Linked DNA regions of Mus musculus: regions 1, 2, 4 and 5 are each linked to region 3. The links are chromatin contacts, called in public Hi-C and promoter capture Hi-C maps. All regions are on one chromosome and are shown on one strand. The core of a region is the stretch at or near the end of the contact, and the rest is flanking DNA. Distances in the headings are between cores, read along the strand shown. Region 1 holds the start of Rps3a1 (ribosomal protein S3A1). Region 2 holds the start of Gatb (glutamyl-tRNA(Gln) amidotransferase, subunit B). Region 3 holds the start of Gdap2 (ganglioside-induced differentiation-associated-protein 2). Region 4 holds the start of Rnpc3 (RNA-binding region (RNP1, RRM) containing 3). Region 5 holds the start of Sass6 (SAS-6 centriolar assembly protein).

The links. Promoter capture Hi-C pulls out the DNA fragments that hold promoters and counts their contacts. A called contact is a pair of places that touch in the nucleus more often than the background predicts.
Region 1: a Hi-C map of CD4 T cells shows a contact between it and region 3, with 6 times the contacts expected there. The contact joins the promoter of Rps3a1 here to the promoter of Gdap2 in region 3. A contact is called at or near these places in 1 of 39 promoter capture datasets (liver) and 1 of 484 Hi-C or Micro-C datasets (CD4 T cells).
Region 2: a Hi-C map of CD8 T cells shows a contact between it and region 3, with 6 times the contacts expected there. The contact joins the promoter of Gatb here to the promoter of Gdap2 in region 3. A contact is called at or near these places in 1 of 39 promoter capture datasets (liver) and 1 of 484 Hi-C or Micro-C datasets (CD8 T cells).
Region 4: a promoter capture Hi-C map of pre-B cells shows a contact between it and region 3. The contact joins the promoter of Rnpc3 here to the promoter of Gdap2 in region 3. A contact is called at or near these places in 1 of 39 promoter capture datasets (pre-B cells), 4 of 484 Hi-C or Micro-C datasets (CD8 T cells, the G1E-ER4 cell line and muscle stem cells) and 1 of 9 other capture datasets (adipose tissue).
Region 5: a contact with region 3 is called in a promoter capture Hi-C map of pre-B cells. The contact joins the promoter of Sass6 here to the promoter of Gdap2 in region 3. A contact is called at or near these places in 1 of 39 promoter capture datasets (pre-B cells) and 1 of 484 Hi-C or Micro-C datasets (CD4 T cells).

What each region holds. Positions count from the first base shown.
Region 1 is chr3:86,141,373-86,144,072 of GRCm38.p6, forward strand. It overlaps Rps3a1 (ribosomal protein S3A1), which reads right to left and starts at 1,296. Exons shown (of 6, transcript NM_016959.4): 1 at 1,136-1,296; 2 at 326-429; 3 at 1-54. The coding sequence starts at 1,197.
Region 2 is chr3:85,572,835-85,575,534 of GRCm38.p6, forward strand. It overlaps Gatb (glutamyl-tRNA(Gln) amidotransferase, subunit B), which reads left to right and starts at 1,295. Exons shown (of 13, transcript NM_144896.4): 1 at 1,295-1,485. The coding sequence starts at 1,310. It also overlaps Gm3740.
Region 3 is chr3:100,161,159-100,163,858 of GRCm38.p6, forward strand. It overlaps Gdap2 (ganglioside-induced differentiation-associated-protein 2), which reads left to right and starts at 1,305. Exons shown (of 14, transcript NM_010269.3): 1 at 1,305-1,507. Wdr3 (WD repeat domain 3) reads right to left here and starts at 1,249. Exons shown (of 27, transcript NM_175552.5): 1 at 1,186-1,249; 2 at 1-64. The coding sequence starts at 32.
Region 4 is chr3:113,628,823-113,631,522 of GRCm38.p6, forward strand. Rnpc3 (RNA-binding region (RNP1, RRM) containing 3) reads right to left here and starts at 1,327. Exons shown (of 15, transcript NM_001038696.1): 1 at 1,041-1,327. The coding sequence starts at 1,232.
Region 5 is chr3:116,593,681-116,596,380 of GRCm38.p6, forward strand. Sass6 (SAS-6 centriolar assembly protein) reads left to right here and starts at 1,278. Exons shown (of 17, transcript NM_028349.3): 1 at 1,278-1,498. The coding sequence starts at 1,434. It overlaps Trmt13 (tRNA methyltransferase 13), which reads right to left. Exons shown (of 12, transcript NM_030016.3): 2 at 959-1,913. The coding sequence starts at 1,105.

The DNA of each region.
Region 1 (2,700 bases), core at 46-2,545, about 14 Mb before region 3:
GATCAGCAAGGCTCACTTCAAACACACGACCCTTGAGGCCATCAGAGGCAATTTCTAAAAAAGAACCACAAACCCTGTTAACTTGTTAACCAAACCCACCTTCACACCAGTGGCTTACTGCCAACACCTAAACGTTCTCTTGGACAGCTGTACAAACACTTCATTGCTGCCACATCTGTACTAAGACCAAGCACTCCCAATGCCAGGCCCTCCAACCACTGGGCTGACATTTCAATCCAGCGCCCCATCAGAGTTGACCAAGGCGCCGGTTAATATGCACATGCCACAGCTTAGGAACAAAGCAAAAGGGGCCCACAGTACTCACTGGTTCCTTGAGTCCTCGTGACTAGTGTCTTCCCGATGTTCCTAATATTGAACATGGCTGGAGCTTTCACATCGTACCAGTCTTTCTTAGAAAATGGATCGACCCTGGATGGGAGAAAAATAACCTCAAGTTTCTCTGTAAATTGTAACAACACTCCCGACCACTTTTAAACGCTTCTTATCCTTCAGACTTCTGTTAACAGTTTCCCAGGCACGATCTTGCAATCGGCCTGCACTTAACACGACGGACGTCCTCCCCGTGGGGTGAACGTCTGCGAGGCCGGCTGGTCTGCCAGTGCACAAAGCAGTAAGTTCGAAGCCATGCCTTCCCCACTCCTCCATCACACAGGCAGTACTATATACACACTGCCCTGGAACCTCAGGGACCTGTGACAGTGACTGGTCCGCAACAGCACAAACTGCTGCTAAACAAGTGTCCCGGGTCTCCAGGTCGGTCCCACGAGAGCCCAGCACACAAGTTGACATGGGGTCCCGACATGGACAGCCAGAGTGACTGACGTAGAGCGGTGTTAAAAAGTGCCACGGACTTCCAGCAACCCAGGAGCCCACAGTTCGCGCGCGACACGCGAGCGACTGCTAGAGACGCAGGGCGGAGATCACACGCGGCGCGCGACACCCGGCCGGGTGGCGGAGAGGCGGCCGCCCGGGACGCACCCGCCAGCCGCGCAGCGCAGCACCGCCGCGCAATCCACCCCGCATCCTCACCATCCGCCCCACGCCGCACCCCAGAACCCGCCCACCAACTCCTGCGGAGCCCAACGGCCGGGGACCCGCGCGATCCGCCACTCACACTTTCTTCTTAGCTCCCTTCTTGCCACCTTTCGTCAGGCGCTTGTTCTTGCCGACCGCCATGGTGCCGACCGGAGAGCCAAAAGGGCGGAAGTACAACTCGCGCGAGAACTTAACGCGAGCCGGGCGGGGAGCGCCGTCTACGTGACCCTTGCTCTTTCGCCCTTCCGGCTTTAAGAATCTCGCGACACTAGCTGGCGGCTCGTTTCCCGCCGTGCTGCGACAGCGCCCTCGTGTGTCGGGAGGTCGCGCAGCGGGCCGCGGGCTGGCTAGGCTGTGCATGGGAGCCTGCAGATTGTCAGAGATGCTCAACCCACTTCAGGTTTCTTGTGGTTTCCGTTGCCCCGAGGGTGGGAACTCTCTGTTTCTAATTTTGAGAGTACGTTTCTTCCCTAGACCATGGGCTTTGAATCAGAGATAGCAAATCCATGTTCAAATGGTGATTCCAACAGTACTTAGCCTTCTGACCTCTTTAGCCATCAGTTCCCTCGGGTGTAAAACGGGAATATTCATGTGATCTATTTCAAAACATTAGTGTAATTCAATAAGCATGACTTCGGGCACGCTGTTCACGTGCTGACTACTCTTGGGCTTGGCTGTGTTGTGAACTTTCATGAAAAAAGAGGCTTAGCCGTGTGTGCAATCCCAGAGCTCTGGAGGCAGGAGGACAGCAAGTTGGAGGAGAGCCTGGAGTATATGGTGAGTACTAGCCTGAACTACCTAGCAAGACAGACTGGGAAGGGGAGAGGAGAGAATATATATATACACACACACACATATATACATATGTAACTCTTACACATTTGTAATCACATTTTTTTTTTGTATGACTATGTGTGTGGTCCTGTGCCTCACAGGTCTCTGTGTGGAGGTCAGAGACCTATTCTCAAGAGTTGGTTCTCTTCTTCCACTATGTGGGTATAAGGCTCAGGGAGAGGCTGCCATCCTGCGCACACTGGCCCGCAGCGCTGCCATACAATGTGCCCTGCCTCCTCACTGCCTGAGAGGTCTCTGCAGGTGCCTTTACCAGCTGAGCCATCTCGACAGCCCTGGGTTTTTGGTTGGTTGGTTTTGTTTTTTCTGGGATAGGAGGAGTGTTTGGGTTTTTAGTGGAGTGGGGACTAGAGTGGTGTCCTGGAAAAGCCTCAGCATGCCTGAGACAACGGATTCCATCTCTAGCACCCCAAAAAGGCACAGTCGTGATCAATTGTTGTACCTAACTGCCCACCAATTTTCTTAATGCAAACCACCCCTTCCCCACTTTTAAAAGTGATGTCTTTATTTTTATTTTATATGGTTTGCCTGCATGTTTGTCTGTGTGAAAGTCCCAGATCCCCTGGAACTGGAGTTACAGACAGTTGTGAGCTATCATGTGGGTCCTGGGAATTGAACCTGGGTCCTCTAGAAGAGCAGTCACTACTACTCTTAACCACTAAGCCATTTCTCTACCTCTATCTCCACCCCTCCACATCCCCAAACCCCCACCATAAAAAATGGCTTCCCCATTCTTATGTTAGTATTTTTCAAAACAAGATTCCTCCTGTGTTGTTCGGGCTGACCTCAAAT
Region 2 (2,700 bases), core at 45-2,544, about 15 Mb before region 3:
TTTCTTTTGGGCCGTTGACACTCGCCATCCTGCTCAGCCCTGGAGAGACCCCAGAGGGACAGGGACCTCTCTCCTCTGTCCTGGACCTGTCAGCAAGGAGCAGGTACAGAACCTCCAACTCTCGATCAGGTCCCTCAATCTCACCTTGCACATCTCCCAGAAACATATGTTTTACTTTACCCTTCACCACTACCCCAATCTGTTATTGCGTTTCTAAAGAACATACCCTCTCAACAGCCCCCATTTGTCAAATACATTCACTGCACTGTACTACTTCATATATTCTTGAGGCGCCTACTCTGTACTCTGGAAATACTATGGTAAATACCAGACAAGGATCCATTGAAATCAAAGATAGCTGTTAAGACTATGTTGACAATTAAAATCAGGCAATGAAAGTAAGAACTATTGTAGACTAAGTTTTCAAATAAAAAAAAAAATCACCTGGAATTTCAACAAGGGATATGAAAGGCTCTGCTTGGTTTTGCCTTCCTGAGGGTGGGACCTAGCATCTCTACATGGTAGGCAAATGCTGTACCACTGAGGGATATGCCCAGTCCAAGATGAGTTCTGAAGTCAAACAACAAAAGAAATCCATTGAGGTGATGTCTTTTTTTCTATCAAAGCTTTCTAACACAAGAAATTGTTTCAGATGTTGGCTAAGAAAAATAGTAAGTAAAAAGCACATAAAAGTTTAAAAATTTTTTTCGGACATGAAAACAATTTTTAAAACGTTTTTCTGTATGGTTCCTCTCCCTAAAATGTCAATTCTTTAAAATATAACATCCCCAAAGTCTTTCTTTCTAGCATATCAATGCTGCCTTATTATTGAACTAGGTATATATAGCAGGCATGCAAATAAGTATCAGTTGAAATAATGCACAAATTTGTGTGCGAGGTGTGCGAGCAAGACAGAAAAAATAAAAGCGTTGGAGGGTCCAGGAAGCCTTTGTGGTAATGTTAGGGTCATTTGTTTCAACTCACGGGCTTAAGCTGAGTATAAAATCCTTGGTGAGGCTTCCTTGCTTGGCGCTCCCTCAAAGAGCTGTCAAAGTACACACAAGCTCTACCGCCACAAAGCTCTCCAACTCCCCGCTAGGAGGAGTCACACAGGACCCACCAACCTTCCCACTTCTTTGGTTCCGCCCCTCCCTAACAAAGTTCCGGCAGCCTTTGAATTGGGTTGCTGGGAACAGTAGTCTTCCGGTCAAGAGCTACACGGGTTGTGGCGCATTGCCAGAACTACGCTTCCCAGGGAGCCTCGCGGCAGAGGGAGGGTGGGTCACCTGACCGGGACTTCGGCGACGCTATGGCGGCGCCCATGCTGCGCTTGGGTTTCCCTGGAAGACGCTGGGCTTTAACATGGCTAGATGGCGGTTCCCGCCACCGAAGTGGCTCTCAGACTGGGCCCACATCCAACTGGGCTAGGAGACAGAGTTCAGTGGCTCAGCCTTCCCTCCACACGGCTCAGAAGCCGAGGAAAGGGTATATCTTCTTCGTACTTTTGCCTGTCTCGTGGAAGTGCAGAACGAAGATAATGGCCCCGGCAGCCCAGCCTGAGGGTTTTAGTGTGCTGGAGGGTGGTCACCTGTGTTATGGGCAACTGAACCTAAATGAAAACACAAAACCAGGCCTGCCACCTTCAGCCTCACACTTAAAACTTCTGTCTTAAAGTAGGCATATTTGGACAACGTGCGAATGTAAAATAGCGTTTCCTCCAGTCGTCTTCTCAGACAGAAGACTGGAATACTTTGCCCTACTAACTCGTGTGGGGTCTGCGACACTAGACTCTGGCTCGTATGTAGCGGGCATTTGGCGTCACTACAGGCTAGCAATAATTTAAAGACAGAAAATAGCCGTTGTACAAAGCCCCAGATAGGAGAGGTCTTATTAGTCAGAAAGCACTAGCTATCTGTGGTTTTATTGTGGGCATATTTGTCTAGACCCCAGGAGGATGTTAGTCGACTGACGAAATCTTTCCCCGATTATATAAAGAATTGCTTATGTTGTACAGCAGTTAGTTGCTTCCGTGTACATGATTTAAAGCTTCTTTTAAAATACAGCAACAAGGCAATTTTTAAAAAAGTTTTGTTTTGTTGAGGTTGGCATTCTTTTTAGCATTTCAGTGAAGAAGAGAAGAAAAATGTCCAAAATCATCACCTTTCTATTCTCTTCATAAACTAGACTATTTTCTTTCCACGAAATGAAACTGCAGAAATACTTCGATTAGCAATTAGAACATGCAGAATTTCTGAATTTCTTAGTTTATTTCCTCTCTCTTGAAAGCTTTATTATCAAATTTTAGAAAGAAGGAATTAATCTTTTCTCATTCCTTCATCTGTTGAACTGCTTAAAACAAAACTGAATGCACATGAATTAAAATCTGACTAATATAGAAAATGTCTAGGGAGAAGTGAAGACTAGGAACATACATAGGAATAGAGAATTTAATTCCCCAAAGAGAGTGGAGTACTGGCTCACCAGAGTAGGGCTGTTCAGATAAGAGACAGTATATCACTGTAAGCATTTACAAAGATTTGCTAGCAGTGAAGTATGAACAAATGAAAAAAATTTAAGTTTAGATCTCAAGAACTGGATGGGACTTGGTGGATGAAAACAAAGTTTCCTCTAATGGTTTTCTGTTCTTTTTCACGGGTTTTAAGGAATACCATATTGTGGTAGTCTATGGTATCTGATCCT
Region 3 (2,700 bases), core at 55-2,554:
ACATAGCGCAGATACTGTTTAGTAAGCCCCATGCTGGGCTGTCTGATGACACCGGGAAGGCAATCTGTGTAAATAAACAAAATTCAGTTTTTGCAATACAATGACTCTGCACAGCTAACAAACAGGAACCTTTTTTTTTTACATGATCAAAAGCATGTAACTTGGCACAGATGGTAAAGTACCTGCTGTAGTACCCGCACCCACACATAAGGCCAGGCACAGAAAAATGCAGGTCTATGACCCCAGCACAGGGAAGGCAGAGAGAGAGATTCCTGGGATTCGAAGAGACCCTGTGTGTAGATCAGAGGAAGCCCAGAGTGAATGGGTCCTGCTGACATGAATGTAGCCATGTCAAGGACTTCAATGCCCCAGACCAATAGGAGAGGCATCATGGTCCTTTGGTTCAAGTGGGATGTTTACAGTGTTCCAGAAAATGTTCACCATAGCCTTCTTCCCTCCCACCACACCACCATGTGTACTGACTGAAGACTGCTCCCCACAGACTGTCCCTATTGCAATTAGATATTATCTCTATACAATCACCCTGTCTCCTTGTTCAGTTGTAAGCAATAATCCCCTCTTCATTTTCAACTGTATATAATAAGCTCGCAGAGCTTATGGGGCTGCTGCAGTTCCTCTATCCAAAAGCTCAGACCAACCGATCTCAGCTTTTATGCATGTGTGTTCATGTGTCTGCCTTTTCTACCCAGTTTTCTCTTCCCTGCACTTTCATCTCCAGTTTGTCTTCAACGAGCTGCTGCACTGGTTTTCTATCTAGCACTTCCACGTCCACGATTTTCGCTTCAAGTCATAGTAACACGCTTGTTTATCGTTTTCACATGCACTGTACCTACCCGAGGGCTTTAAAGCTTATTTCTCAAATAACTTCGCTTGTTTTCCTTCCTGCGACCTGGTCACTCTCAAACTATCCCCCGCACCTAAGTTTCTATTGCACATCATCCCCGAAATAATCCAAGGAAATCGGGCAGTTCCAGCAGCCTCGCACTCCGGCCCGGGGGCAGCGCGCGGCCTCTGGGTTCTGCGATGCAGACGGCCGCGGCAAAGGGCTTCTCCCCGGCCTCCCTAGTGCCCTTAGCGCGGAGTCCCTCGCCGCGTCGGCTCACCGTGAACACCACTGTGCGGGGAACCGCGCCCCGCGATCCCTAAAGAGCCAGCAACACTCACCTCACTCTCCACGAGGCTCCAGCAGACAGCGCTGCCTACGAGACCCGCCACTTCCGGTCCGATTGGAAGTTTCTTCCGCCCGGCGTTTCCCTTACCTTCTAGGCGGAAGTGACGGCAGAGCGCTGTGATTGGGTGGCGTGGCGGAGAGGAAGCGGGTACCTTCGCTGTCAGATCGCTGTCGCCAGTCACCCTGGCCTCTGGAGACCGGTTCGCTTCAGCCTCCGCCTCTGGCAAGCAAAGTGTACGGATGTCATCCGCCTGAATTCTGCCACGGATCTGAGTGAGCTGCGGGCCGCCGCCCGGATGGGCCCGCCCGAGCGCTGTGAGAGAAGGGCGAAGCCGGGAAGGGAGGGCGACACAGTCGGGTGCGGCGGCTGGGAGGGATTGGGCTGGCGGGTCCTCCCGGGCTTTGGGCTTCGCACTCAGGGTAGGTTGGGTCGCCAAGCTCTGGGGACGCAGGTCCCCGGGATTTGCTGGGACGCGGTGCTGCGAGCAGCCCTGCGGGTGGCGGCTCTAGCAGAGTCCAGCCCGTCCTATAAATCGGGTTCCCTGTGGTCAGACGCTGAGCCCAGGATGCTGAGTTGTAAAAAGACCCCGCAGTCCCTGGAGTGACATTGACCTGGCTTTGTGTTTCCGCTTTCAGGTCACTTGAGAGGGAAGTGACCCTGGGCTTACTGGTCCTTAATTGTAGACTGAGACTGAGCCACTCTGTTAACGAGGAAATTAGCTTTTCTTCTCTTGCCCCCTTTTATCCTTGGGCTGGTCTAGAAGTTTTAGAAACGAGGTCTGATGTCTGTAGCTGTCTATATAACTGTACGTATAACTATACAAAAGAATTGATCCCTGCCATGGTTTACTGAACCTCTGTAGCCAACCTAGAAATTAGACATGTAGACAATTGTAGCTGACAGGTAGACTTGTCTTCCTTATTTTTTTTTTTTTTTTTTTTTTTTTTTTTGAGACAGGGTTTCTCTGTGTAGCTCTGGCTGTCCTGGAACTCACTTTGTAGACCAGGCTGGCCTCGAACTCAGAAATCCGCCTGCCTCTGCCTCCCAAGTGCTGGGATTAAAGGCGTGCGCCACCACGCCCGGCCTTTCCTTTTTAATTTTAGCTACTATTTACTGGGTAAGATTTTCTTAGTGATTTAAAACATGTCCAGCTCATCCTCTGTGTTTAAGAAAATTGTTTTGAAAGAAGAATCATTTGTAGTGGGTTGGATGAAAAGAAGGCAAGAAATCGTGATGATAAATTTATTCCAGGCTGGGGAGGAACATTTGGATAGATGTGTATGGACCCTACCTCCTGTAGATGCTGTGCATTTCCTTGTTAGAGATGGGAGATGTGTGCTTTGGTGGGGAAACAGTTTAGAAGATTTCAGGCCTGCCCAACCTTTAGACATTGCCAATTGATGTTGTCATCTTTGGTCGTGGGATCAAAGCCAGGTTTTGTCCACAACTTTAATACCAGCACTGGAAAGCCAGCCTGGTATGATATAGAGTGCTGCATCTAGCATCC
Region 4 (2,700 bases), core at 77-2,576, about 13 Mb after region 3:
AATGTACAACATAATTAAAAGTATAATAAATCTTAAAGCATCTCCTCTTTCCAAAAAAGATCACTCTTAAAACATTTAGGGCTGGTGAGATGGCTCAGCGGGTGAGAGAACTGACTGCTCTTCCAGAGGTCCTGAGTTCAAATCCCAGCAACCACAAGTTGGCTCACAACCACCCATAATGAGATCTGAAGATAGCCACACTGTACTTACATATAATAAATAAATAAAACCTTAAAAAAAAAAAAAACCCTCAGCATAGCCTTTCTAGACTGTGAGTTTCATGTCCACACAAAAGTGATGCATGGAGAAGCTTGATTCATTATTAAAATGAAAAATTTATACATATGGAATACCCTTTTTCATCTCACTCAAAAGTCTTTTCAGTCTATACAAGATAAAATTTAAAATCATTTACTAACAGTGAAATCACCCCTCAAGGTGCATTGTCTCTTTTTGCTTTGTTTCTATAATTTCAGTAATAAGTCTAATTTTCTCATTTGAATTCTATTTTGAATACCATCCTGAAAAAGGTGAACAAATTATATTACTGGTAAGTTTGAGTTGTTTATTAGAACTCTGAATTTGTCCAATCTGATTCAAGGAGAGCCTACTGTATTTAGATTGAATTAAGGGATATTTGTATTTGCATTTTGTTAATCTATTAAGTCTATTACACTCAAATTTTTGCTATTATGTATATCCTGCTCTACAACCCAGGATTTAAAAGCAATTTTTTAAAATAAAAATACAAAACCAAAAACCTTGCATACGACTATGAGAATCTAACAGAAACAGTATTTTCAAGTCTAGGCTAGTTTTGAATTCGACCGGGCGGGTGCGCTCGCCGGTAGAAACCTCTACACAGTCCCTGCGTGGCTCAGCCTTAATCTAACTGGCTCAAGGTTCAATTCCATGCTCGCCTCTCTGGTAGGCAAGCTGCGCAGGCGCAGACCGCGAGCCTAGTCCTGTTTCTCCCGGTCCTAGCGGCCCGGCTCCGCCCCGCCCCGCCCCGCCCCGCCCCGCCCGCTGCGCACGCTTACCAGGCGCCCCTTATCTGACAGGACGCGCACCGACTGCGCCCCGAAGTACTTCAGTAAGTCCTCCTTCTCCTCAGCCGTCAGCTCGGCCGGCAGGTGCCTGACGAGGAGGGTGCGGTCTCCCCGGGGCGGAGAAAGCGAAGCGGAGCCTGGGCCGCCTCGGGACAGCGGCATCGGCGGCTCAGGCCCCGCCATCTAGCTTCCCTGCAGAAGCGGCCAGAGACGGAACCTCCGCGCAAGCTTCCGGCCGAACTCCCGCAGTCACCGAGGCTGAGCGGAAGATAGTTTCCGCTTCGCGCTAAGGATTCTGGACGCAGGGAAATCCCGCGAGAGGAGAACTCCTCGCGAGAATGGCCTCCGGGAGAGTCGCTCTTCTCTTTTCGGGACTGTTGCGGGGGAGAGCGCCTAGGAGTCGTGCTTTAAGTTTAATGAGAGGTTGTAATAAAATAAAGACTGAAAGAGACGCCACTGTTAGAAGGACAGCAATCTCATCGAAGAACGTCAGTCATGCAAAAGAAAAATACTGTAATCCCAGGGATCAAGTACTGAAGGAACCGTGCAAGGGCTGTTGCTCCCTGGGCTCTTAATCCAGATTTTTCAGAAAGTGAATCTGGCTGGTGAATGGAGAACGCTCGGGAAATGTCAAGTGTGTTCCTAGCATTTAGGACTGGTGAAACACAAGTCTCCAGCCTCAGATTCAACAGTGCAGGCGAGAGAGCACGCCGTTATCAGTCGGCAAATACAGGCTGAAAGTTCTCGCCACGGTTTGTTTATTAAACAAAATTGGCTTCTTCCATGAGTAAATACCTAAAAATGTGTTAGCGTACGTATTCATGGATGTAAGTTCTCTTCTCACCACCTCACGACTGAGAGTACTGACGTAGATTAAGACTCATTGCTAACCAATAGGTGAGATCTGAGCCCTTGCACCCAAGTTGGAGTCTACACTGTTGTGACTAAGATTCGGCCCTGGTGGTCTAAAGTAATATCCCTTACAGATTAATCAAGATGTGTATGCTCACTCCGTAGTCCTAGGGTGTCTTTTACTTCTAATTTGCTTGATGGATATGAGCCAGTTAGTACACAGTACTTCAAAGATCCGCTTTGAGGAAGCATTGCATGGGGAGATAAATTACCAAAATATTGAGTGACTAGAGACAGATCTTGTGAACCTTAGAGGTTTGTTAGGAACCTTGCTCATGGGAACAGAAGCCGACAGACTTAAGAGTGTGTGGAAGGAATAGTTAAATTTTACGTTTAAAAATCTCTTTGATTTCACTATGAGTAATATAGCAGAAACCGGGCATGGTGGCACACACCTTTCATTCTAAGTTCCCAAGAGGCAGAGACAGATGCATCTCAAGTGATTTTGAGGCCAGCGTGGGTGACACTGAGTTCCAGGACAACCAGAGCTATGTAAAGACACAAAGGAAAGGAAGAAAGAAAAGAAAAAGTGGGGAGCACTCAGAGGAAATCTAGTTCCGTTTCACATCAAATTATTAGTTCACAAGTGTGAGGCTATAAAACAATATGCCTCCCCTCCACACACCAGTACAGTATTTATGGGAGCAAATATCTATCATAAGCTCTTAAGAAAGTGCATCAGTTTTTGTGCCTTGGTCAATAAGTTTATTGTCTTTATTTAAAAAAAAAAAAGCTTAAT
Region 5 (2,700 bases), core at 28-2,527, about 16 Mb after region 3:
ATAGACTTTTAAATTAAATTCCAGTGTGATTCTTTGATGGAGACCAGCTAGTTGGGAGGCTAAGGCAGGAGAATTCCTGGGATCAGATGTTCAAGACCAATATGAGCAATTCAGCAAGATCCCCATCTCAAAAACAGAAAGTTGTCTTTCAAGGGAAATAGTACTCTAACTTTCAAAGCGTAATCACAGAACACACACACACACACACACACACACACACACACATTTTTAAAATCTATTGTTTGAGTTTAGAAACAGTGTATAGCAGGTTAGTAAAATGTTTTCTTTTTTGGTGTAGAGGGTAATGAGGCTTCCTGTGACTTTAGACTTAACTCTCCAGGAAAACACCTTATGAACTTGTAATTATTATTCTGGGACGGAGAAGGAAAAATAAACGTAAAATAACAAACTTCAAAGTTGAAAGCAAAGTTTTTTGTTTTGTTTTGTTTTGTTTTTTTCTTTTTTTTGTCTCTCAACAGACATTAATGTCATAAGACATTTTGGTTGTAAGTGCAAAAGTATTAGTGGCTCCTAATGTATAAAGAACAGGCAAATTACTAATCTACAAGTCTAAACAAACAAACAAAAATTGTTTCTAAGTTTCTTCCCCATGCATTCACAAGTGGTTATCGTTCAAAAACAATAACTATAATTAATTAGAACCCAGTTAATAAAACCTAGTGATCTTTTTCAAGCACTCCTTTATAAAAATAATCACTTCCCCTGAGGATGGGGGACTAGCGGAAGGAAGGATGAGTGTAAGGGTCTCTGAGACAGCAGAGGGAGCTTTTAGTACAAGAAAGCAATGCTCCTCGGGGGCTCCTCGCGGCTCCGAGCGGTGGGCAGAACTGCATTTACTTAAATCCATGGGACGGAAGCAGGAACCTGTCAAAGGGGCGAGACTGGGGTCCAGCACCCACAGACCCGCGACTCCCAGGAAGGGAGGGCGATAGCTGACCTCGGCGGAGCCAGCGTGTTCGCCACAGAACCTTTTCCCCGCGGCCGCCACCATCCTGCAGAAGCGCTTCTTCTTTTCTACGAAGTAGTTGCATCTGCCGTCGATGGGAAATCCGATCGAGGGCGAAGTCGCCGCCGGAGCCTCCATAACGCTGGGTCCTTTTGAAAGCCTGGCTCAGCCCAAAGTTGTCAGTCCCCTTTGGTCCCACTTCCCTTAACAAACGTGGCCGCCTGAGGGGGGTGGGTCCACGGAAATGACGCATCAGCCCGGCTCGGTCGGTGCCCGAACCGGAAAAAGGTGACGGTGGCTGACGAGGTCCAAAGCTCCTTCGTTCCCTCTGTTTATCGTTTCCCTCCTCCTCCGCGGGAGCTGAGCGCCAAACTCAAACTCATCGGGACCGGCTCTTCTTTGCAGCCGGGACCGAAGGCCGGGCCTACTGGGCTTCTTCACCCTCCCGTCGGGGCAGCGGTCCGACATGAGTCAAGTTCTGTTCCAGCAGCTTGTTCCCTTGCTAGTGAAATGCAAAGACTGCGAGGAGAGGTGAGCTCCCGGAGCCGGCGGGTGGCGGTTGGGGTCGCGCCAATGGGGAAGATGGCGGCTGGGTTCCGTGGGGATCGGTCGGTCCGCGGGTGTCGGACTGTCACACCGGGAATCGGGAAGGGACCCTGCGGACTTAATGGATACCTTTGTTTGTGGCCGGGCCGGCCGTTGCGGAGGGGACGCGAGGAAAGGGAATGAGGAAATGGCAAGCCGACTCCTTCACGTCCGTGTTCTGGCCCTCAGCGGGACAGAGCCCAGCCTGTCCTTTCTGGGTGGCAACTCTGATTCTCCCTGTCATTTCCACAAAAGCTTCACGGTGACTTCAGGGAGCTGTCCGCACTAGGATTCAGGTCGCCCGGCCCTTCACTCATGCTCTCCTTTGAAGAACACTGGGGGTGAAGCTTTAGAACTCCATCTAAAAACAAAACAAAACGTTCAGTGACATATTTCGGTTCATCCGCACGTCAGTTTCAATCATTTAACCAACTCCCAAAACTGGAAAAATCAGGAATTCTGTACATTCAAAACATAAGTCAACCCGTAAAGCCCTTCGTCGGACCCCTGGGGATACCTTGATCTTCACAGAGTTTACACTAGGGTATCTTATCGCACAGATGAATGCAAACTTGCCACACTAACCACAGGCGATCTGATTTTTCCCTCTTTTACTAATAACTTTTTAGTTGTTAGTTTCTGTGAACATTACATTTTCTCATTTGCTAAATTGATTTAATATGTCTAGCTGTTCATTTGATTGCAATGAAGACCAGGTGTGAAAATGTTTGTAGAAACTAAACGGTGAAAAAAATGTTGAATTAAAAAACAACAAAAACAAAAAGAAGACACTGATGTATTGAGTCGCTGGACTGTTAAACTGTGGTATGCGATTTAAAATTAGGTCCAGAATCAACCAGCAAAGCAGTCAGAAAAATGGACTTAAAACATCAGCCGTATATAGGAATCTGTAGGTTATTTAATTGTCTTATTGTTTGTTTGATTTTGACAGTTGAAGTGGTGCCCTCACTTAGCATGCTCTACCACTGATGTGTAACCCCCACCCCACCCCAGCCTCTCATTGGTGATTATTTTGTGATGTTTAATATATAGACATGTAGTTATTGAATTCGGGCTAATCCAAACTGATGTCTGTAAGTATAAAATTCATAGATTTTGAAGACCTGCTAGTAACAGAAATGTAAAAA